3 separate regions of the Gossypium hirsutum genome follow, and all the other regions are linked to region 1. The links are chromatin contacts, called in public Hi-C maps. All regions are on one chromosome and are shown on one strand. Each heading gives the region's core, a stretch centred on a gene start, on an enhancer-like site or on the middle of the called end of the contact. The rest is flanking DNA. Distances are from core to core; before and after follow the strand shown.

Region 1 (3,610 bases), core at 59-2,558:
ACCAAATAATTGTAGGATGATAAGAAAAAAAATAAACCATCAGAATCTTCAGTAATAGCTATGGAAAAATTATTCCCTCAATCCCCAACTCAGCAAAAAGTTTACCCAAAGACAAATATTATTGGTTTTATATAAACAACAAATCACGAGAAAAGGAATATAATTAAAGAGCATAAACAAGTCCACATTTCACATGAAGAAACCATCCAAAATAATGAAAACAATACTCAAAAACGAATCTGCTGATATCAAACAAAACAAGGTATCGAAGAGGTAAAAAAGAACATGTGATTTTCATTAGATATTCTTAAAAAGAACCCCCACTTGACCTCAGATCTGAGAAAAGCAAAAGCTGAAATAACTAAGACAACTAGAACACGAGACCAAACTCCTAAAAGTTCTTCACATCTTTGTTTTAAAAAAAAATAGTTCATGGGAATGAATAAAAACTAATTCAAGAAAAATGTAGCTAAAACCAAAAACAAATTGGGGAAAAGCTCTACTTTAACTCCCACAAAGATGAAAACTTCAACTCCTTTTCTCAGCTAAAAATGAAAACAAAAAAAAAATCCCGAAAAAGGAGAAAAGAATAAAGTTTCATCAAACTCACTTGCAGCTAGCAGCAATGGCAGCGAGACCATCAGTTGAAAACCCTTCACAAGAAGAAAGCACCAATACTTTGAAGTTCTTAAACGACTTAGCAATAAGCTCCAAGCTTTCGTCGGTAACGACCATCCTTTTAAGTCGAATCTCTTCGAGCCAAGGATAAGCTCCAGCCATCTCCGCGATCCAAGGAAACACGTAACCTCCCCATCCGTCCGGCACCAGATTGAAATCCGCAAAGTGCGGTTTCCCTTTCAACTCAATGGATCTAAACTCGGGGAAACGTCTGATCACCATCCTTGGGCTCACAGCGTAACAGTTCCCCACAAACACTTTCCTCCGACACCAACGCTCGATCTCGTACCACGATTTACACACCATCGACACCGCGTTCCGGTCTTTATCTGATTGTATGAACGAGAACACATGCTCTAGCACCTCGTCTGGGAACGAAAACGCCATTTTCTTATGCATTAATTAAACCTCGAATAAAAGGAAAAAAAAAACCACACACACAAAAAAAAATGAATGAAGGCTTTTGATAGGAAAGGATGAATTTTTTTATCTCGATTTTGGTCTTGGGTTTGGGTAGGATTTGCGTTTACTTAAGGTTTAGAGTTTGTTTTTTGAGATCTGAAACGCCATTAACGAAGCTTATAGGGGGAGCAGAGGCTGGGAGGAAGCTATTGAGAGAGAGAAAGAAAGTGAAGTCAAAGACAGACACAATGGACGAGAGAGGATAAGGATTTTTATTTTTGTGTTCGTAAGAATGGTTAGATTTTAACCATGGTTAAATTAGTCATGGGAAATAAAGGACAAGCGAGAGAATTTCAATTTTTTTTTTGTGGGTCTGCTTAGATACTGATGGGCGATTAGGAAAGTAACACGTAGTGATGGAGAGATGTGGGCCGTAGGATAGACGATGAGAGAGGTTCTTATCCGTCGACGACTAAGGGGAGCCGCATAAAACGGGTATATGGAAGAGATGTGGGGCAGTGGCACAGCAGTAGCAACGAGTTGGATATTTATAACTTTTTTCATATAATTTATAAATTTAATTTCATTTATCATTTGTATTACCTTTTGATTATACCTAAATTTTAAAAGTATATTTTTTTATTAAGTAGATTTACCATTTGTATTACATTTAAGTAGAAAATAAATATGAACAAGAACAATGCGAATTTAAGTAACAAATATACAAGTTCAAATTTGTTATGAATATTAAATTTAATTATTATTATTATCTATATTACCTAAATTCGTATAAAAACAAATAGGATGTCCACGTATAACCATCCTACATCAAGCACATGTTTAGCGAGATTTTGAATAAATATCGGAAGGAAAAAAGGAACGAGATATTGGAGGGGCTGATAAAGTGTGATGATGTGTAGGGAGAGAATGGTGGTGCAAGGAATCTCATGATTCACGTAGCAGGGCTGGATCTGAGGGGTCGGATATTGCGGGGACCGCAAGAAAGGGGTTAAAAATAAATAATGAGGAATGATCTGATGTGAAATCTTGTTGTCATGACATCACGGCAGTCCAATCATATACAATTGTTTGCATTCAAAATCATGCTATCATTGTCCCCGCGTACAACCCGCCCTATTTATTCATCTCCAACGGCCTTGATTCATTTCATCATTATTGATCAAGTATAAATAAAAATTATTTTCTTTTTATAATTTAGATTTCACATGTCTATAAAAGGGATGAGTCATGGAAAAACGAATGGAGTACGAACGGGTGCACCATGCACCTTGATCAAGACCGTCTGATCAGGTTAACCTTTTCACAGTGTACGGTCGAAATACACAGAACCCGGAAAAAAAAAAGCTTTCCAAGTAGTAATTAATAAATATTAATTTTTACTGCAAAGGGTAAAAAATAAAAAGAAAAGGTTAAAGAGTCCCCACAATTACAACCGGCTGCACGTACATGTCTTCAGAGAAAATAATTGACTCTTTAACTGGTTTTGTAAAATAACGAAAATACTCCTCATCTTACCAAACTATTCGCCCTCCCACTTCAATTGAACAAAAGGGTAGTTTTGTCAGTTGGCGAAAAGGACATGGATTTTGGGGTTGCACTGTCTTGGCATGGAGTCCCTTGAGCTGTCCCTTTTATGTAGAAAAAGCTGAGAGGTTAAAACTCAACGGCCCAGATCTAAAGTTGCTAAAAAGAAGAGATTTGAACCGTCGGATGGCTTCTTCAGATAAGCGTCCTTATCGATCGCAACTGTAAAAGCTTGTCTCTACCTAAAGTATATACAGTACATACATTATATACAAAAAATATATTTTTAAATGAAATTCATTTATTTTCTTAAAACTAATTCTTAAATAATTTGCCCTGAAATTTAGATAATAATTTGTTTAATACAAATAGGAAATGCTCGGGACGGTCGCATGCACAGTCCATTTCATCCCTCGTCATTTTACAGAACCACGTCATCTCATTCGTTTTAGAAGTTATCTTTTTTTTTTACTCTCTCAATTAAAGAAGTTGTCTTCACTAAGTTATATAATATTTTTTATATTTACACAAAAAATTATAAATTAATTCGAATTTTCATTTTGCGAAAAAAATTCAACTGAATAATTTTATTTAATAGCTAAATCGAAATCAAATCAAAATTAACGAAATTGAATCACTACCAGCAACTTTTCAGGTAGTATTGTAATTATCATTGGAATCCACATTTGACTTATATAATATATAAAGTATTAAATTAATCAATATTTCAATTCATTTTTATAATTTTTTTTGAAAGAGTTATAATTACAAGAGTAATTATATTACAAAGCACAATAGATCAAAAAGAGAAATATATCTATATTTAAATAATAATAAATCTAGATAAAAACTTAAATTCAAAATATTGATTAAATTTTAATTCTATTGTAATTAGTATTGTTGTTAGCAAAAAAAGATATAAGTGTGAGTACACTAAAATATGTTATCTTCTTATTTAATAATTATGAAAGAGCTGTAAATAGTT
Region 2 (4,042 bases), core at 780-3,279, 530 kb after region 1:
GGTGGCCCTCAGTGTACAGGGACCCTGAAACTGAAGTCCCACCAGACATTGTTAACTTTCTCACTTTTCCATATTTCCCACTAACTTCTAAGTGTAGCTTTGCAGCTCAAGTAATTAGTCTTCCAAAAACATTACTTTATGAGCTAATAATGAATTGGATCCCTTGCATCTCAGGTTAATTATAAATGGATCATTATAGGGAACGGGAATAGATTTGGATAGGACCCTTTGCTCATATTTAATTTAGCAATTGATCCTTTCTCTTCTATATGTCTGCCATTGAGAGAGCTTTGCTTGATTAAAAGACCAGAAAGGTTCTGTTGCCATGTTGTTTTACCAGGGTGAAACGTTAACATTGACCAACTCATTAAACTTCCTGGAATTATTTTCTTTTTCCATTATTTGTTTGTTCTGTTTATTTGCTGAAGTGATTGAATGGTTTTATTTTAATGATAGAGTTGGACTCCAAGACCAAGGCAATGCTAAAATTGATTGAGGAAGATGCAGATTCTTTTGCAAAGCGTGCAGAAATGTATTACAAGAAACGTCCCGAGTTGATTAGCTTGGTTGAAGATTTCTACCGATCCCATCGTTTACTCGCTGAGCGGTATGATCAAATTAAGTTGGACCCTGGAAATCGCCTTGTAACAACATTGGGATCCCCGTTTTCTTCCATGAAGTACTGCCATTCAGAGAAGACGATCAACTTGATGGATAAACTCTATGATAGCAGCTCCGAGACCTTTGATTCTGAAGACTATGCTGAATCAGAAGTTGATGACCCTGAAAATGATGAAACTGGGGAGGAAGTCGAGGATCCCGAGCAGGAAGATAAATACGAAGCCGGTTTAGTAACTAAAGAAGGCCATGTTGTGAAGGAAGATGAATCTTCAAAGGTGTTCCGTGATGAATTGATGAAGTTAAGGGAAGAAATAGAGAAACTGAAAGAAGAGAACAAGGTTCAGAAGGCTCAATTAATTCAGAAAGATGAAGAGAAGAAAGAGGTGATTAGACAACTCAGTTATGCTGTCCAAGCGCTCAAGGATGAGAACATGGAGCTGAAGAAGAATATGGTTAAAAGACCATCCCCCAGTAAATGGAGTCCCTTTGAATTTAACAAAATAAAGGGAGGACTATTTGGGATGTTGTTGAATGGGTCCCCATTGTCTCGTTCTACTATCATTGCCCTGTAGTTTTAGTTAGGTTGCATTAAGGTAAGTAGCATATACATATACATATAGGAAAAGAGGGCAGTTCAAATTAGGAACTTAGAAGAATTGTCATACATGTGTTTACCTTCTGAGAAAATTTTTCAGTGTTTGCTATTCTTTCGTTCAATTGTTTCATTTGTGTACTTGTTTTCCCTTGTTACTTTTCTTTTTTTGTTTTTCCTTATTGTGACAGAGTTGAACTTAATGTAGTCTTTGTGCTAATAATAAAAGCATTTTTTGGTACCAAATCAGAGTTCATACTAATAATTTGAATTAAATATAATAGTCAACAACCATGATTAACAATATCAAAAATAAATATATAGAAAACATAAAAAGAAAAGAGTGAAGCTATAAGGAACAATGCCATCAGCAGAAATTCACACACCAGAAAGCTTCTGCAATATACTAAATACTAGCAAACCAAGAAACAATGTTGGTTTTAAAGCTCGAGCTGAAGTTGGATAAACCGAAGTGGATACCGGCAAAGGGCTGTTAGATGGTGAAAATGCGAAACCAGGAGCAGGGGCCACGATGTTATCCGGATTCGGGGGACTGGGGCTTGAAGGAATCGTGGGCATCGACGAATCAGTAGGAGAAGGTGGCACACCATTCGGAGTAGGGAACAAAGGCTCAATATCAGGGGGTAAACTTGGAGAAGAAGCAAGAGGTGCACTTGGAAGGAATGCCGGTGCAGCTGATATAGTTGAGTATTGTACATGTAAATATAGCTGAGATGATGAAGATAAGGGTAGTGAAGAAAAATAAGCCATTAAAAACATGAACAAGTTTCCCCATGGTGACCAAAGGGAAGCCATTGAAAATGAAGATAAATCGGTATGAGTTGTCCAAGTAAGGAAAATTTGAATGCATGAATGTATGAGAAGAATGGAGTTGTAGGTGTTTTTATGTGCAGATGAGGGAAGAAGTGTGATGGTGAAAAAGAGAGTGGGTGCTGCAAGTCAAAAGATGGTTGCTAACTTTAATGGTAAAATACAGCTCCATGGGTTGGCTACTAGACAATGTGGATAAGTTATTTTCTTCAAGGTCTACATCATGATATAGGGTTTCTTTTATCCTTTTCCTTTGATTTTTTTTCCTATGTTTCACCCGTGACCTTTTTTGAAATAGATAGCTAAAATTGTAAGACAATGTTGAGTCTTATTAAAGTATGTGTGGAATCATGGATATGACAATGGAATTGAAAATTCTTATATTATTTGGTTGGTAAAATCTTGCTATTAGTCCATTTAATTTACGAATTTTGTGAATTTTGTTCATGTTTAGTCCCTGTACTTTTTGAATTTTAAAATTTTAGTCCTTACCAAATGATAATTGCTAAATTCATTAAGTTGTGTTATGTTATTTTCCAAAATTTGATGTGTTAAACATATTATCATATGTGTAATGCCATGTCAAATGATTATTTTCAGATATTACTCGCTAAAAATCTAGTTAAATGATTAATGACTATCATTTACATTAAGATTGAAATTTCAATATTTGAAAATTATAGTCTTAAAATGATTCAATTGGAGAATATGGACTAAATATAAAATTGTGCACTTAATATAAGACTATTAATTGAATTGTTTGGGTTAGGACTAAAGTTTTGAAATTCGAAAAGTACAGAACTAAAATTGGCCATTTCAAAAAGTACAAGGACTAAAACTGATCAAATTAAAATATAAAGATTAAATCCATAATTTTCACTAAATATAAGGATCAACAGCAGAATTTAACCTAATTGGTTTAAGTAACTAAAAATGCTATAATTTTTTGTTGCCTAGAGTTCATTTTGTGCTTAATAACTTGGAGGAACATATCAATGGAAATAACTAGTTTCTATTTAGTTAAATTTGATGCTTAAATGCTTATAATCTTATGAACTAAGTATAATATTAAACTATGCAAGGCCATGATTAGAATAATTGTTATATGGTTTGAATCAAGGGGCTATTGTCTTGGAAAGAGAGAAAATCTTGAAGTTATATTTTTTACATTTTCAGTCCACCTTTTCTATAATAACATTTCATTATAATAATTAAGTTTTTAGTAGAATCAATTTTTTATGTTTTATTTTAATTTTTATAACAATTTTTTACTTGTAACAAAAATAGTTGCAATACTCCTTACCTGACTCGATCGTTAGGTTTGGGCAACAAGACATTACATTTGTTGCCAGAGCAATTACAATTAATTATACATTAAAATGATCATTCAAACATAAAAACATGCCATAAACACATTTACAATATGATACATAATCAAATTCAAGCCTTAATCGAGTTTATGAAAGCTTATTTGTTGACTCGAGCATGAAATATGACTAAATTGTAAAGTTGCAAAACTTCGAATTGATGTCGCAATGTGAGGGAGTTCCTCGTAGTGACGTGACATATTGACTTGGCCTTATTGTGACAATGGGGTTCCTTGTAATGTTGTGGCCTGAAGTCCTAAGCTCGTCACAACGATCATCTCCCGAAGTCGCGATGTAAACTCTATTTTTGGTACATTTTAGGCTATTTGGTACTTATTTTGAGCTTTAACTCAATCATACTTATTTTGTGCACAAGGCATATGATGTGTCATAAAACTAATTAAAAATACGACAAAAGCAAGTGCATTTATCGATAAATACTATAGCTATGATGAGTAAAGATATTGTATCCACGAGGACTAAAAGTACTAGAAATTACTGTTTTCCTATAATTTAACTGAAAAATTGGAGTGATTGATTTAAAATAAAATTACTAAATTAATTTAATTAGAGAACTCAACAGAGAATAAATCAGAAAAATAATTGAATAATAACCAATAAGCGAAGCAAT
Region 3 (3,926 bases), core at 315-2,814, 950 kb after region 1:
CCCACATGCTAGTCATATGAGCACCTAATTTTGAACCAGAAACAAGGCACGTTATGGATCAGTTTCACAATCTATGTTGCTCAGACTATTCATTCTTCTTGAAGTATCCAAAGATCCTCCAAATATATATATATATATATAACTTAGAAAAATCTAACCATACTCGTAGTGGGCACTTGTACTGTTTCGTTTTGTTCTTTTAATGTCGCATTGTCATCTTACAGGCATCAACTCTTCTGAGAGAGGAATAGACATGATCAAAGCTCAAGGAAACATTGATTTGTGCACTTGTAGACAAGAAGGGCGGGGTCCTAATTTGTACAGTCAGGTTAAAATGTCAAATACATGGGGGCCATTGTGATGTTAGAACTCGTAGACTTTAAAACCCATTTTGCTCAGTGAGAATGCTATCACATTATGGAAATTTGTAAAAGACATGCCGTATTTGATAAAATATTGGACGGTCATGATTGGTTAATGGGTCTTCATATTCACTTGCCAACTGAAACAACAGTCCATGTGGGGATTCATAAACAATTAAGCATCCTCCTGTGGTCCAGTCAGAGTTCATTGTTTTCACTAAAACATTGTCAGTATCCGGTCAAAGTATGCTTTAATATCTATCTATCTATATATATACACTTAGTAAGAATTTGTCAATCCATAAAACTTCATATTTTTTTCTAAAACAAATGTCTCACGTGAACACTTATATTTTGAATTAATTCTTTATATACAGCTAATATTTACGACTCTCAACAGCAGCAGACAAATAAGACTGCAGATGCCAAACGCAGTAGCCAATATTTAGGTCAAATTTTAGTTTTGATCTTTCTATTTTCCTCAAATTTTAGAATTGGTCTATTATACGCAAATCAGCGTCAATATTTTAAACCCGAACAGTTAATAATATTATTCGGATTAATTGATGATTAGGGCATCCCCAAAATGGTAAATAGTCCGGTCAAAATTTATAAAATTATAAATCTCTATATAATGGTAAAATTGGATTTTGGTCTTGCAAATTTTTTAATTCGATTTTGGACCCAAAGCAATTTTATGGCTTCGTTCCTTCTAACAAAATTATAAAAATAGGACCAAAAATCAAATTATAGGACTAAATCCAAAATTTTGAGCATAGTAGAGGGATCAAAATCAGCATTTGACCCAAAATTCATGAAGCAGATTTCATTTTTCTCCTCCTTGGTCGTTGGGGGCTGCCAAGTTATTATTCTATCATAGCCCCTTTTTAAAAGGTAGAAAATCCGTGTGGTCAACACTGCTTCTAGAATAGTTGGAATAAATACGTAAACATACATATATATATTCTTTTTGTTCTAGAAGGTGAATTAGCCAACGGATAATTGTTTTTTTCTTTTCAAACTCAAACACGCAAACGGTGGCGGAGGCGCCGCTGGCGGCAAAAGTTGCCCCACCTCTCCTTTTCTTTACAAATTCCTTTTATAGTAATATGTTATATCTATTATAAATAAACACTACGTATTGGGGACTCCAAAATAAGGTTATTACTTGTTTACTTGTTCTTTAGTATCGACAAGAAACATGGAGATTACAAATAAAGTTGCTGATGTCTCTTATTTCTTCCACTTAGAGACTACCGGCGATTCCGAAGCCGGTTACTTTGATCCCGCCATATCTGTTATCAACCATGATGAAGATGACAACGATGATGCCGAGTCATGCAGCTGTGATGATGCCACTACATCTGAATCTGATCTTCTTCATGTGGTTAATTATAGCTTAGATCACAAAGCAAATGTTGGCGATGATCATCACGAAGATGAGGAAGAGGATGGGGAGGTGGTGGACCAAAATGGGGTTCATTTGTGTAAGAAATGTATTAATGGAGTTGTGGTAAAACAAAACAAGAAAGCATCAGCTGTTTCTTTTGATTCAACCATGAATGAGATGGAAAAGAACAAGCTGTTCTGGGAAACCTGTCTAGCATCTTAGATGCTGTTCTTTTTCTGTTTTGTTTTTTTGTCCTTTCTTTCCCCCAATTCCCTGCAAATCAACCATATTTAGATAGAATAGGCAATGTTAGAGAACTTCGATTTCAAACACAAACACAAGTTCAGCCTCATTACTAAACCTTTGATTCAAACAATACTAACTTTATCGATTTACAGAAGCAAATCATGAACGAAGAGCAACAAAGTATTGTTTTACATAATGTAAGGATGAACCATCATCAGTCAGATAGCATTAGACAAGGACAGTGACAATCTAGATTGTCTATCATCTCCACATCCTTATGTGCTTGGCTCTTCCTTCCGACCGGAGTCCCTTCCATCACTAATTCTCGAGGCAAAAATTCTTTCAGGTAAGACAGTAACTGGACTTGAATGATCACTTTGTAATTCGTTAGCTGGTTCCTCCAAAAAGACTATTGGTGACCGTCTTATTATTCTCATCTAGTTGCCTCAAGAAGCATTCCTCTATTTCATCTAATGACTGAACTTCATCTTCGTCTCCGCTGTAGCTATTGTAAAGGGCATTATCGTATTCTGATGTTGGTCCTTTCAGCTCGCAGCTCGTTTCCATCTCTCGGTTACTATCAAACTCCTCATCGGTAGGGCCATTGCAAGAGTGAGACGACATTGGTGAACATCTCCCTCCTGTTGCGCTCTCTTCATGCTCCTGCAGTGTCCTCATGATCAAGGTCTTGAGCAAGTTCATTACTTGAACAGCATGCATCAGAGCCGTCAATGGATCAGACATCTACTCAAGAGAAAATCAAAATAAAAATCTTCATCTTAGTTCCCATGGCAGTTTGTAGTATTTGACAACAATTTTAAGTACATATCTCTGAATACTGATCCAACAAATGTCGTTATGCAAACTAGAAAATTTTGTTTGATACCTGAGTCATATTCGGAGCAAAAACCATTGCGATATTTCTCGCATTCATTTTGTTCGATTCCTCTTCCTCAACAACATCCGCCATAAGATCAACAGCCCAATTGAGCAATGCAGCTTCAGTTGGCTTTAGTTGCTTCACAAGATCGACAGATTCTTCTTCGGTATTGCATTGGAGAACCTGTTCAGGGGAAAGTCCATCTAGCACCCCTGCAGGAAGTTCCCGGAACCAAGCCTTTATAAGGCCAGCAAGACAATGGACGTCGATATTATCCGGCACTATGCCCCTATTGAGCTGATCTCTTACATGCTCCTCCTGGCTATTTTCGGGATTTATCCGGAAAATTCCTTCTGCCTACAAGATCAATTGAGCAGAAAACCATGATCATTCAATTGCATAGAGTTGAATTGAATAGTAGTTGACAATGTTTATAACTCCAAACCTTTAGCCCTCCTTGTAAATAAAGCCGCTCCTGCATTAGTAAGAGTATAGTGGGGACACTATTCCCTTTGGAATCGAACGAGCATTGCATTGATTCGGCTGAGACACCAAACACACTAGCACTGTAATGAATACAGTCAGTTGCAATTAAGGACCATAGTAATAGAACAGATAAAACGTCTATATGCAAAAGGTCCTAGTTCGAGCCTTGCCATAAGCTCACTTTACAGCAACCATGGTGCTGTAATTGAATAGGGAGATAAAACCCTGATTGGAGAAAAGACCGGACTTGGCTTGTAAACCGCAGAGGTACATCAAAAGAAGTTTCTTTGAAAACCCAAATTTCTTCATAGACAAGATTAGGTTGCAATAAATATTTTGCAACTAAAAACAGTCCAGAACATGGCATCATTTATTTGCTTCACCTATACAAGGCAGGGTCAGTAGCTACATTTATTGCACACTTCAGGTGCTGCAAGAAATAAACCTAATATAACCACAAATCCTAATACCCTAAAATAATACTAACATAGCCTCTATCACTCGATGAAATTCACTGCAATTCCACAAGGAACTCAAAGTCCAATTATTTTACTGCTTCTGG

The links. Hi-C and Micro-C count contacts between places; a contact is called where the count stands out from the background.
Region 2: a contact with region 1 is called in a Hi-C map of leaf, with 4 times the contacts expected there. The contact joins the promoter of LOC107907678 here to the promoter of LOC107952252 in region 1. A contact is called at or near these places in 2 of 34 Hi-C or Micro-C datasets (both in leaf).
Region 3: a Hi-C map of leaf shows a contact between it and region 1, with 1.8 times the contacts expected there. The contact joins the promoter of LOC107952225 here to the promoter of LOC107952252 in region 1. A contact is called at or near these places in 2 of 34 Hi-C or Micro-C datasets (callus and leaf).

Annotation. Positions count from the first base shown.
Region 1 is chrA08:15,014,707-15,018,316 of Gossypium_hirsutum_v2.1, reverse strand. LOC107952252 (protein TRANSPORT INHIBITOR RESPONSE 1-like) reads right to left here and starts at 1,308. Exons shown (of 3, transcript NM_001327598.2): 1 at 611-1,308. The coding sequence starts at 1,077.
Region 2 is chrA08:14,484,073-14,488,114 of Gossypium_hirsutum_v2.1, reverse strand. LOC107907678 (classical arabinogalactan protein 26) reads right to left here and starts at 2,029. Exons shown (of 1, transcript XM_016835014.2): 1 at 1,511-2,029. The coding sequence starts at 2,029. The coding sequence ends at 1,592. LOC107913224 (protein NETWORKED 3A) reads left to right here. Exons shown (of 3, transcript XM_016841747.2): 3 at 457-1,459. The coding sequence ends at 1,193.
Region 3 is chrA08:14,063,255-14,067,180 of Gossypium_hirsutum_v2.1, reverse strand. It overlaps LOC107952225, which reads left to right and starts at 1,564. Exons shown (of 1, transcript XM_016887499.2): 1 at 1,564-1,974. The coding sequence starts at 1,564. The coding sequence ends at 1,974. LOC107952220 (rho GTPase-activating protein 2-like) reads right to left here. Exons shown (of 5, transcript XM_041075885.1): 2 at 3,324-3,444; 3 at 2,885-3,235; 4 at 2,410-2,742; 5 at 2,095-2,408. The coding sequence ends at 2,274. It overlaps LOC107952233, which reads left to right. Exons shown (of 8, transcript XM_041075886.1): 8 at 225-478. The coding sequence ends at 240.